Linked DNA regions of Sus scrofa: region 2 is linked to region 1. A link is a contact called in public HiChIP or PLAC-seq data. All regions are on one chromosome and are shown on one strand. Each heading gives the region's core, a stretch centred on a gene start, on an enhancer-like site or on the middle of the called end of the contact. The rest is flanking DNA. Distances are from core to core; before and after follow the strand shown. Region 1 overlaps ATP6V1H (ATPase H+ transporting V1 subunit H). Region 2 has its middle 26 kb from the start of NPBWR1.

Region 1 (2,700 bases), core at 116-2,615:
GAGTAGGAAGGAGCCTTTATTGTTAACAGTTGTGTGCATGACTTTTACTGACCTGAGTTCTACAGGAGATGCTCCATACATGTTTATGATAAAATAGCCAATCAGTGTAAGACGGCACAAAAACAGGTCACTCTTCCCACCCCCAGTACCCCTCCTAGATTACCCACTATTAATAGATCCCTACGTTACCTTGCTGAAATTTTCTACATGTTCTATGTATGTCTTTAAAAAACAAAACAAAACAAGAAAAACTTTGATTTGCAACTTTGTTTTCCTTTAATAAATCTTATAGAGGTCTACTGCACTTTTAACAACTCAATCTATATAAAGGTTTTAAGTCCATGATGCTCTTCACTTCAAAGAAGTATTCCTTAATGCTACACCATTCACTGGGCTGGTTACGCCGCCTGGAATGCAGAAGACACTCCACCTTACTTTCAAATCCATTGCACCTGCTATCCAATCCAGGCCGCAGAAGCCATCTGTCCTTGCAGTGCTGGGAAGCAGCCGGACAGCACCACCCTAGACCACCTGCACTGTCAGAAAGGAACCTTGGCTCTCACTGTACCTCAAAGGCTCCACAAATCTATGCTCAATATTCATTCCACTGGTGTTCATGCTTGCATACAAGCTTCAACAAGGCAGGCCTCGGTTCCTGCCACCAGGGCCACTGTGCATGTGCATGAGTGAAGCTGGACCGAGGGAAGAGAATGCCCAGATTCTCCCACATCCTCCAAAGTTTGGGAGCACAGTATGCCTGCTGAGGTCAGGGCAGCAACACAACAATCAACTTGTAAGGCTGCGCGGCTTCCACGAAAGAACAGGACTGATAATTCCCACGCAAGAGCCAACAGAGAACTGAGCAGTCTGAGGTGCGAGAGGGTTAGTACATGTACTCTGATGTTCGTTATTTTTACATCTGGGTAAAAACAACACAATGCGTTTCAAGAAAATTTAATTTACATACAATCCTCTAAAGCAGAACAACTGAAATGACCCACTCATAACGGATCCCGAAGCAGTCATGCCATCTGAAAAGTCAAGACTGTGGCATGAAGGCTGATTTCTCATTCTGCAGCCTCCAACTTGTTTCATCTGTTTTACAGTGACCCCAAGTGGCGACAACATGGAATGCAGTTTACCAACTGCTTGTCTGCTCTGAAGACCCGAAGGGATCTGAAGACCCGATGCTGGTACATTTTAACAGTCTGGGGAGCCTAAGCAAAATGGAGGACCCCTGAGGGTCCCGGTCCCAGCCACGTGCCTCGGTGTGCACCTGGGGTGGGGCAGGTTTGGCTGCTCACGAGCCTGTGTGCCCCTCCTGTGGCCTCTGCTCAGCCCTGAAGCATGGCTTCTGCAAAGACCTACATCAAAGACGGAGTGTGGTTACTCGAGGAGAGGTGACAAAGTGAGCAAACAGGGCCCACACATGGCGAGGGCTCCAAAACCACCCGGTACCGATTCAGAGCCCTGCTGAAATGTGGCGTCAAAGGAAGGGCTGATGCCCACTCTCAACATGTTAAAGTCTGCTTCCGAGTTGTAGCCTTCCAGAAATGCAGGCATCTTCCGGAAGAGACAGACTATGTTCAGGTTTGAGGAGCACTAAAAAGCCCTTCAAAGGCCAAACGCCAAACTACCCCGATGCTAATTCCGGTTGAGGTGCAGGGGTCTGTGTCTACCAGACAAACCCCTTCATGAACCCCTGCCAAGTCAACAGATCAGTTCTGCTTTTCCCACACACTGGACGGAAAAGAGCCAACGACAAATGTCACATCACCAAAGCCTGTACCTCATGACTGAGCTTTAATAACTTACAAGCACCTTAACAACTGCTTACATGTACAAGACATATGTTGCTGAAAATACCTTTTTAAAAATTTACAAACAAGCCTACAACTTTTCGAATAAATGATTTTTCAAAATTCAAACTGGTAGAAATAAAAAGTCATATAAAGATTCCCAATTAAACACCTGCTTATAGCTGAATGTCTAAACTCCCTGCCTACCACCTCCTTCCCCACCCTGACCCCAAGATCACCTGCTTCTACACCTCATTCTGTCCCATTTCAGAAGGCTGATGGCCATCTTCTGGCCTAACACACCACTTGGCAAATCCTTCACTCCATGCCCCACAAAAAGCCCCATTATCTATTCTGAAATGGACTCAACACACACAGGGATGTTCCCTGCAGGTTACAGAAGCACCAGTGATGAAGGCAGACACTGAAAGGCTTTGATGGAGCTCTGTTTAGGTGTGTTACAGGCAGGTAGGAGACACCATCCCCTAAAGATGCTTTCCAGTTTCCCAGAAATATTTCAGCAAAGGAAGCCAGGCAGACCTCACCTACATTTTTTTTTCTTTTTGGTCTTTTTTGTCTTTTCAGGGCCACACCCGCGGCACAGGGAGATTCCCAGGCTACGGGTCCAATAGGAGCTGTAGCCGCCGGCCTACACCACAGCCACAGTAATGCGGGATCTGAGACGTGTCTGAGACCCACACCACAGCTCATGGCAACACTGGATCCTTAACCCACTGAATGAGGCCAGGGATTGAACCTGCAGCCTCATGGTTCCTAGTCTGATTCGTTTCCACTGTGCCACGATGGGAACTCCTTCACCTACACTTTGAGCTTTTACCCCTACCTCTCTCAACTGGCACCAATCACGCCAACCTCTACATGTCCAAATTTATTGCCAATT
Region 2 (2,700 bases), core at 168-2,667, 340 kb before region 1:
TTAGAACATCTCTCTCAGGTACAATTTACATTCTAAATTTATGGGTTCTTTTTTTTTTTTTTTTTAACCTAGAGAGACTTTACATTTTTCTGTAACCAAATCTGATGATGTTTTCCTTTGAAAGGTTTGTATGTGTTTGAGGAATGCCATTTCTATTAAGAGACGATGGCTTTTGTCCTGCAGTTTCTTTGGTAGAAATTCATGAAATGTATTTCTCCTTTTCATCACACCTCAGGGTGTTCAACTCTACAGAAGAACTTGGAGTGAAGGATGAAAGTCTTCTCCACTTTTCCATCCAATGGCTACACCCCCTGCCCCCTCCCAGGGGTACCCAGCGCTCATACTTGTGCCCAGCATCCTGATCACTCCCTGTTCACATCCCCAATCCCAGTATCTCCTTGTGGGACCATAAATGAGATGAAGGTTCATGTCTGCTCATTTCCACTGGCTTTTTCCATGCAGCAGTGTGTCTTGGAAACTTAAAATGTCAGTATAAATAAGTCTACCTTATTCTTTTTAGTTTCTCGGGAACTTTAAATGTCAGCATAAATAAATGCACTTACTCTCTCTGGTGGTGAAGGCTGTGGCATAGTGTTACACCTGCTTTATTTAACTATTTCTTCTGTGACAAATAGGCACAGGCAGTCCTTTTCAGTTATTCTTGCCGCTGTCGCAGTTTCAGAAGTTGAAATGTTAGTTTAGTTCTTTAATGTTTAGGTTGTAATTTCTCTGATATTTATGTTCTGTACTTAGTGCAAGACGTTTACATAGCCATACCTTAAACATCCCATCTTTAACAATTTGAAATGATACTTTGTTATATTTTATGATATGATGCCTAATTCTGCCTCTTGACTCATTTTTCTTTTCTTATTGTTATTTCAAGACAACGCGTTCTGATTACTGAATAATTATTAAATGTTTGAATATCTGCTACAGTAAGTTAATCTATGTTGTGATTTTTTTCCCTAAAAGTATTCAGGCTGTGCTTGCCACGTAGCTCCCCTTTGTCCCCCAGGGGCAAGTTACCTGTAGCCAGAAGCAATTCCCCTTTTCCATCCTCCTGCCTATAAAAGCCTTCAGTTTGCATAGCTCCTTGGAGCGCCTCTGCCCTGCTGGATGGGATGGTGTCTGACTCATGAATCACTTAGTAAAGCCAATTAGAACCTTCTGTTTACTCAGCTGAACTTGTGTTGTTTTAACACAAGTCTGCATTAAAACATGCCTAGATAAATATCGAGTTTATTTAGCTAGAAAGCATAGATAAGTATATTTGGTGTGAAACTGCATCTGGGTGACCGGTGCACTAAAATGATCTGGCCCCATAACACACGCTTATTCTTGCAGCAGCTCCCCATCTTCCAGTGTGCTTTTGACTCATGCTGTAGTGAAGACGTGATTCTTGTGGGTTTCTACTGATGTGGTTGAAAGTGTTCTGGTTTTGGAGATGCCTTGTGACTCAGTGGGTTAAGGATCTGGCATTGTCACTGCCGTGGTGCCGATTTGGAAACTTCTGCATGTCTTGGGTGTGGTCAAAAAGAAAAGTGCTTTGTTTTTGCTTCTGTTTTAGTCAAAACTTACTCAGCCAGTGAAAAATTATGCACTGGGATGGGTTCACAGAGACTATGACCGTCTAAAAAATGCATTTATGTTGAAGTTAAGCCCTTTATAAAGGGTACTTTGTGTGAACCGAGGCACAGCTACTAGGAAACACGGAAGAAGATGAGATGATGAACCGTGAACTCAGAATCCAGCTCGGAGTGACTGCCCACCTCACGGTCATGCCAGCTTTTTGGCTACAGGCAAACATAACTGTGCAACAGGAAAAAAAGTCAACATGCATCGTACCTAAGGAGATCTGGCAAGTGGTTAAGGAATGTGCCTGTATTTGCAGGGAAGTGTCTGGTGTGTGTGTGTGTGTGTGTGTGTGTGTGTGTGTGTGTGTGTACAACTGAGGAGCACAGCAGGTTCTAGTTCCAGGACCTGAGTTTGGGGAGGAAGTGCTCCAGCTAAGGGGGGCCCTTGTCCCTCTGCTTCTCTGTGGGCCCAGGTTCCATCACCCAGCTGCCTTCTCTCTTCACTCCTGCCCTGGGTGGGCCAGTGCTGCAGGAGGGGACTGCAGGCAGAAGGGGTCACCACAGGCAGAAGAGGATCACCATTGTTGAAGTTGTTGTTGAAGAAGAGTTGTTGCCGTTCTTCCCCTTTTGCTGAGTCTGTGATGCTTTGTCTGTTCTCGCTGGTGGCTTCATAGAAGCTATTTTGTCCCTTTTTTTTTTTTCTGAGCATGGGGAAACATACCATCACGTCCTCCGTTATGGAGAAAGTGATACACATGCTTGTATTTCCGCACAGTTTCTATTGCCTCTGGTCATGGTGACTTCTGAGGCATGAGCATCATCCTGAGTGTGCCCCTGACCCGGAGTACACAGATGCTCCGAACTGAAGTCCCGCCACCACCGCTGCAGTCAGTGCTCTGTGCACAATACTCAAGCTAGGGAGAGAACATTCCTGGGGTCTCCCCTCTCCTTAAAACCACATGCCTTCCCCTCCACTGCTCTACCCCATGGAGTCAACCAGCCCTGCTTTCTATTCTTTTGGCTCTTCAGGGCACAAAGCAGCTGAAGACCTGTCCTGTCCCCTCCATCCGCCCACATGGCAGCGAGCTTGGCTTTTCCGAAGTAGAATTCTTTTCCCTGTGCT

What was found. HiChIP or PLAC-seq counts read pairs in DNA pulled down with a chosen protein or histone mark.
Region 2: an H3K27ac HiChIP or PLAC-seq map of alveolar macrophages shows a contact between it and region 1. The contact joins two enhancer-like sites. A contact is called at or near these places in 2 of 47 Hi-C or Micro-C datasets (both in embryonic fibroblasts) and 1 of 2 datasets of contacts at active chromatin or transcription factors (alveolar macrophages).

What each region holds. Positions count from the first base shown.
Region 1 is chr4:77,227,671-77,230,370 of Sscrofa11.1, reverse strand. The region is part of intron 7 of ATP6V1H (ATPase H+ transporting V1 subunit H); the gene reads right to left. Among named protein-coding and RNA genes, the nearest start is that of ATP6V1H, 17 kb to the right of the region's middle. Within about 2 kb of position 1,365, at least 5 of the 83 cell types and tissues checked have an H3K27ac peak or open chromatin away from gene starts, as enhancers often do. A contact at or near this core is called in alveolar macrophages, where this site is marked.
Region 2 is chr4:77,565,523-77,568,222 of Sscrofa11.1, reverse strand. No RefSeq gene overlaps it. Among named protein-coding and RNA genes, the nearest start is that of NPBWR1, 26 kb to the right of the region's middle. Within about 2 kb of position 1,417, at least 5 of the 83 cell types and tissues checked have an H3K27ac peak or open chromatin away from gene starts, as enhancers often do. A contact at or near this core is called in alveolar macrophages, where this site is marked.